Regions from separate parts of the Gossypium hirsutum genome. Here region 1 is linked to region 2. The links are chromatin contacts, called in public Hi-C maps. All regions are on one chromosome and are shown on one strand. The core of a region is the stretch at or near the end of the contact, and the rest is flanking DNA. Distances in the headings are between cores, read along the strand shown. Region 1 holds the start of LOC107951349 (trafficking protein particle complex subunit 2). Region 2 holds the start of LOC107951356.

What was found. A called contact is a pair of places that touch in the nucleus more often than the background predicts.
Region 1: a contact with region 2 is called in a Hi-C map of leaf, with 1.9 times the contacts expected there. The contact joins the promoter of LOC107951349 here to the promoter of LOC107951356 in region 2. A contact is called at or near these places in 4 of 34 Hi-C or Micro-C datasets (hypocotyl and leaf).

What each region holds. Positions count from the first base shown.
Region 1 is chrA02:27,164,916-27,168,384 of Gossypium_hirsutum_v2.1, forward strand. It overlaps LOC107951349 (trafficking protein particle complex subunit 2), which reads left to right and starts at 1,902. Exons shown (of 6, transcript XM_016886362.2): 1 at 1,902-2,150; 2 at 3,282-3,386. The coding sequence starts at 3,306.
Region 2 is chrA02:26,961,484-26,965,107 of Gossypium_hirsutum_v2.1, forward strand. It overlaps LOC107951356, which reads left to right and starts at 2,129. Exons shown (of 1, transcript XM_016886374.2): 1 at 2,129-3,310. The coding sequence starts at 2,519. The coding sequence ends at 3,181.

The sequences.
Region 1 (3,469 bases), core at 652-3,151, 200 kb after region 2:
AAAGGATATAAATTATGGTGTCCTGAAAATAGAAAAGTTATGATTAGCAGAGATGTTTTTGATAAAACTACTATGCTACCTAACTTATCTCTTAAAGACTCTTCTAATAAAGAACATCAAAAGTAGGTGGAGCATCAAATTAATCCAAAATCTACAACAAAGTCAACTCCTCAAGCCAGTACAAAAATTCAGAATAGAGTTGCTTCTTCACCATAATACTCTGTCACCAAAAATAGAACTAGAAGAGAGATTAAACCTCTAAAGAAGTATGTCGAGGCTGATCTAGTTGTTTATACTTTAAATGTGGTTGAAGATATAGATGCAAACTAAGAGCCATCTAATTATTCTCAGGCAGTTAGCTGTGAAGACTTAGAAAAATAGATGTTTGCTATGCAAAAGGAGATGAAACCACTTCACAAAAATAAAACATAGAATCTTGTGAAGCTCCCTAAAGGAAAAAAGGTTATTCGTTGTAAATAGGTGTTTAAAAAGAAAGAAGGGATTCTAGGAATTGAAAAACCCAGATATAAAGTAAAGCTTGGTTACAGTCAAATTTCAGGAGTGGACTTCATAAATGTGTTCTCCCTAGTTGTGAAGCATAGTTCGATTCGAGCTTTACTTGGTATTGTGGCCATGCATGATTTAGAGCGTGAACAGTTAGATGAAAAAACAGCATTTTTGCATAGAGAACTTGAGGAAGATATTTACATGCAACAACTAGAGGGCTTTACAGTCTCAGAAAAAGAAGACTATGTTTGCTTGCTGAAAAAGTCCCTTTAAGGTTTGAAGCAGTCACCAAGACAGTGGTACAAGAATTTTAATTACGTTATGACTTCTCGTGATTTCAAAATAAGTAGCTTTGACAGTTGTGTTTACTTTAAGAAAAATAGTGACGGTTCTTTTGTGTATCTACTCCTTTATGTTGATGACATATTGATAGCAACAAAAGATAAATAAGAGATAATAAATGTCAAAGCTTGACTAAGTGAAGAATTTAATATGAAAGATTTGGGACCAGCAAAAAAGATACTTGGTATGGAGATTCTCAGAGATAGAAAAACAAGTAAATTGTACCTAAGTCAGAAGGGGTACATTGAGAAAGTTCTTTGTAGGTTCAACATGCAGAGTGCTAAACCTATTAGTACTCATTTAGCAGCCCATTTCAGACTTTCATCGATTTTGTCTCCACAATCAGATGATGAGATTAAGTACATGTCACATGTTCCACATTCTAGTTCAGTGGGATCTCTCATGTATGATATGGTTTGTTCACGTCCAGATTTATCATATGCAGTCAGTGCATTTAGCAAATACATGACGAATCCCGGTAAAAAACATTGGAAAACAGTTTAGTGGATTTTAAGATATTTAGGAGATACTACTAATGTTTGCTTACAATTTGAAAGAACTAAAGATGGAGTCATTGGGTATGTTGATGCTGATTTTGCTGGAGACCTTGATAGAAAAAAATCTCTCACAGGTTATGTCTTTATAATCGAAGGTTGTGCAATCAGTTAGAAAGCCACTTTGTAAACTACAATCACTTTGTCTACCACTGAAGCTGAGTACATGGCGATTATTGAGGCTTGTAAAAAAGTTATTTGGTTGAAGGGACTCTTTAGTGAACTCAATGAAAAGGGGATGAGCGCTAGTGATCAGAGGCGAAGGAAGCAAGGGAGGCCAGAACTGAGAGTGGCTGAGTGAGAGCATTTCTGAAGTGAGAAAGCGAGGAGGTTAAAATAAAACTATTGGGCACCGATTCAACGAGGATGACACCTTTATTCCCTATAAGCCTGTATTCCACTGGACCAAACAATAGTTGAGTGGTGGGCCTGCAGAATTGGGCTGTAATGGAATGGTAATGCCAACCAAACGGTCACTGTTAACCTATCTACCAAGAAAAATGGAAAAAACGATGAAAATAAAACAAAGTCGTCCCCAACCCTTGAGTAAATAGTGTACCAAATCACAAAGGTTAAAGTGGGAAAACTGCTACAAGCTCCAGTGGAGTATTCAAGTAACTGTGCGGTGAAAAGTTTGTTTTGTACTGCACAAATTCAATATCATCCACTCAAACAGTGCTCCCAATTATTCTATATATTATTTCTGGGATCCCATTTTTTATTTTTTCCCCAATTCCTGATTTTGAGGTTTGAATCATTTACCGTTTTCATTTTGTTTTGTTTGTTTTTTTCTTTTGGCTTATGATGTTTTTGCCTCAGTTAAGTTTCTCGGTTTTCTAGATTCATATTCTTAGTTGAATTTCTGAAGATTAGGTTTTTCATGTAACAATGAGATGCTGGAATTTTGGGTTTCTCCTTTACCCAGTTACCCATTTTCTTTTTCTTTGGCTCTTTGGTTTTTCATATAATATTGAAATCTTGAAAATAGAGTGTGGAATGCGGAGAATTAAATGATTAAATTGATCGGAAAGTGTGAGGAGGCGATTTTCAGATCATGATTTGGTGTTAGCATAGATATATTTATTTGTTTGTATTTTTGTTTACGATTCAAGAATAGAGGCTGCAGTGGTTAGGCAGAACAATTCTTTTGACAATTATAAACAAATTCTTGGAAAACGAATTGTACTTTAAGTAATGGGCATGTTATGAGAAAACTCAAGCAGGGAAAATATACCGTTTGTGTTAACATTGTAGGATCATGTTCCATTATCTTCTTAATCTTGGAGAACTTTAGAGAATTTTATGTTCTATGCTAGTCAGACTCAGGTGAGTGTTGGATATAGATATGGTGAGCGACAGATACAGGTGTGTCGAAGACATGGATATACTCCATTTATTTTAAAGGTTTTCACATATATTTGGAGGGTCATATCTCTATATCCCTGTCTAAATATGTCTTCAACACGCGTCTGTCTAAGAAATGGATATACTCAATTCCTTTTAATGTTTTTAAATATGGGTCACATGAACAAGAATGTGCACACTTGGACTGTTAGAGGCAATAATCTTTGTTTTGATAACGAAAGAACCTTACTGATTTAAAATAACTCCCCAAATGCTCTATACTTTTTGACAAACTGTGTCAAGTGTCAACTAGCCTTTGCATTTTGAGCATATACATTACAGTTAGGAATTTTTTCTGTTCCTATTCTTTTATTTTCCTTTCCAAGGACTCTCTGCCATCAACCTTTCGGTTTACTCAACTGCTGTTTATGTGTGATTTGGTACACTTGTCTGCATGTATTATTTTTTCTATGTGCCTTATGGCCTAACCACCTATGTTTTTCTCTCTTTTGATGCTGGAATCCTGTCAATCAGAGTTGATCCTGCCGTAACACAAGGATGACAAGTACAGCTTGTTTTATCATTGTGAGCCGAAATGACATCCCAATATATGAAGCTGAAGTGGGATCTGCTGCTAAAGTGTGATGTTTATTCTCATCTGTGTACATATATATTTCCTATATTTCCTATAATGATTCTTGATTTATATCTTTTTTTCACAT
Region 2 (3,624 bases), core at 879-3,378:
TAGAATCCAAATTTATCACATCTCAATTAACCTCATCCAAATAATTATAACCTTTCAATATAAAATTAAAATTATAGTAAAAATATTAATAATTACTCACTCTACGACGGTTCCTAGGGGAGGCGTCATCGGAGCTTAAGTTAGGAGAAGGAAGGCTTCTCTTTTTCTTACCTTCAATTCTAACTCCATGATGATAATTAATTTATAATTTAATTTTTTTTATTAATTTTTAATAATTTTTTATAACCATTTGAAATTCTATGCTCAAGAGGTAAATCGTACACATGGTTTTTCAGATATTATTAAAAAATTATTTACTTTTTAAATATTTGTAAACATCGCAAAACGTCACATTAGCATAAAAAATGTGACAGATCACGTGTCATTGTTAGCTACATCATCATTTAATGGTAGAAGTGAATGAAACTTTTAATGGAAAGATCAATTTACTCTTTGATTTAACATACAAGAACTAGCTTGATAAGTGTGACATGTCACGTGTCACTGCCTACTTGCTCAGTCAGTCACATCATCACTTAATTGTAGAAATGAATAGAACTTTTAATGGAAGCACCAGTTTATTTTTTAACTTAATGTACAGATATTAGTTTGTCTTTTTTTAAAAAAAATAGATAAAATGTAATTCAACTTTTAATATAGAAACAATCGTGATAAAAATAAAGTTGTATGAATTTTAAATACAAAAGAATACATTTGATAAGATATCAAATTTGTAAAATCTAGGAACAACCTTTTATTTAATATAGAAAATTTAAAAGCCAAGTGTTATTTGATTATTAAAAATATGCTTTTCATGGATATTAACAACCAATTATTTTCTCCCTTCTTTAGAAATAAGTTAGGTAAAGCATATCTTAGAAACCCAAAAATTAAGGAAAAAGATTCTCCAACTTTTTTAGTTAATCAAGCAAAGATTACTTCATTTTTTATAAAAAAGCTTTTAAGGATTGCTTATGAAAATACTTCTTAGCATTTATTAAATTATTATTTTATAATGAATTTTGGTTATTAAATACAATAATTTAGAGTTATAATTTGATAGGTGATTTATTAAACTTAAAAAAGGTTAAATTATATTTAAGGTCACTTTAAAATAGGGTTTGTCTTATTTTAATCACTTTAATTTTATTTTCAACTTAGTTACTTTAATTAAGATAATTGTTTGAACTAATCACTATCGTAAAATTTTATGTTAATCCATTAACGGATTACTAACATTGCACATTAACCAATTGAATGAACACATGTGGTATTGTTTTTTTAAAAAAAACTTTTGACTAAAGAAATTTATAAAAAGTGATATGAAAATTAGAGAAAGAAAAAGAAACAAATTGGGAGAAAGATTTGGGATTATTATGGGTGGATATATCATCTAAAGAAGATAATAAACAAGTTCTAGTATTAGTAAGAAGAAGAAAAGGTGAAGAAGAAGAAAAAAAGAAAAAGAAAGAATAAAAGAGAAAAAGATAAAGATAAAGATAAAGGTAGGGAGTAGCTATGTAACTTAAATTTTTTAGTTGAATAGATAATATAAACAGTCACGTTAACTTTAATGTTACAATTCAATAATTAAAATATAAATGTAATGAATTGATAATATCAGTGATCACATCTTGACCTTTTTAAAAACATAATTTAAATTTGAATCCATTTATTATTTAAATTAAAAATGAATATATAAATATCCGACTATATAATAAAAATTTAAATTTATGAAAAACATATCAAATAATAAGGTTAAGTAATCAAAGTAAGGTAAAACCTTTTAATGTTTACTCAATAAGAGCTAAAATAGTCAAATGAATTATTAATTTATTTTTTAAAAGTGCTAAAATATTTGAAACCTAATATGCTATATATGAAAAATCCCTATTCAAGCATCTTTCACCCCAATTTACATATTTAACTCAATAATAAGGAATAAGAAATTCCGAATAATATATATTGTATATGCAAATCCTAAATATGAAACCAGACATAATTCGACCTTAAAATAAAAAAAATAAAAAATATATATAGATGGAATTGGACTAAAATAAAAAAAGGTTAAAATAAAATACGAAATAAAATTGAAATATCATTCATATCTATACTATTATTTAAAGTTTTGGTAGAAGTGATGTTACTGTCAACTAGGAAATTATAAAAATATATATATATATAATTATACAAAGAATGAGATTTCAAGCCAAAGAAGAAAATCAAAATGATATGAGTGTAACATAAAGTGAAAAAAATGAAAGGAGAAATTAATTAGGGATAGAAAAAAGATGAAGGGATTGCACCAAAATTCAACCCGAATGCATGAGCTTTATTGTCGAAAAGGAAGTCCACGTGAGGTGAAACTAAAAGATCAATAATGAAGGGTATTTATTAGCCTAGCCTGCTCTTAGTTGTTAGTTAGCTGCTGGTATCAGCTTGATTATTTTTGGAATTCCAAACAAACCCAGAGATCAAATCTGCGACATATTCGGGTTGGAAGAAAGAATCATCAAATATGGAGGTAGAGCCGTTTAGGAACAAGACTGAGAAACCATCAATGGATCTCCCGCACACTACTACTTCAGACGCCACCAGAGTCCTCAGGAAGAGGCGGAAACGCAGAAACATCTGTTTCGGAGCCATTGCCTTGTTGGTTTTCATCATCATCTTGATCATCATCTTAGCCTTCACCGTCTTCAAAGCCAAGCGCCCCATCACCACCGTCGACTCCGTTTCCTTATCCGACCTCAATTTCTCCGTCGATTTGGCCAGGTTCAGAGTTCTGCTCAACGCCACCCTCGACGTCGATCTCTCCATCAAGAACCCTAACAAGGTGGGATTCAAGTACAGAGACTCCAACGCCCAATTGAATTACAGAGGGCAGCAAATCGGGGAGGCTCCCATCCCGGCAGGTAAGATCTCCGCAGATCAAACGGTCCCCATGAACTTAACTCTAACAGTAATGGCGGATCGTTTGATCTACAATTCGAGATTCTTTTCGGATGTCACAACGGGCGGCGTATTGCCGCTCTACGCCGTGACTAGGATTTCAGGCAAGGTGAATGTCATGAACCTGTTCAAGATTCAGGTAGAATCATCAACTACATGCGAATTTACAGTCTTTTTATCAAATTCAAGCGTGGGGGACCAAAATTGCAAGTATAAGACAAAATTTTAATCCTTTACATACATGTATAGTTTGTTTGTAGGTGGTAGTAATTGTAATTTTCAGTTAGTGGTAGACAAAATCAGTGTTTTTTATTTGGATTCAGATAATAAATTGGTGTGATTCCAGATTTACAATCAACCCCTTTGACTGATGAGAGCAACTCAGATGGACCCCTTTTTATTCATACTTCTTTAATTTTTATGCTCAATCCCATCATTTTAACTCTTCATTTCTAACATTGGCAAGAAATAAGATATGCAAAATCAAAGCGCCATCTTCTCTACATGCCTATGAATTTGGACGCTCTTTAAAGTTGTTTGGTATTCCAAGCCCATTTTATGATCATTTATATGAAAGTTGGAACAAAGCCTGTGTGCTCATACATATTATTTGATTCACGCGGCAGCTTTTAAAGTTGTTAAGATATCATTAGAATATCATATTATTTTGTT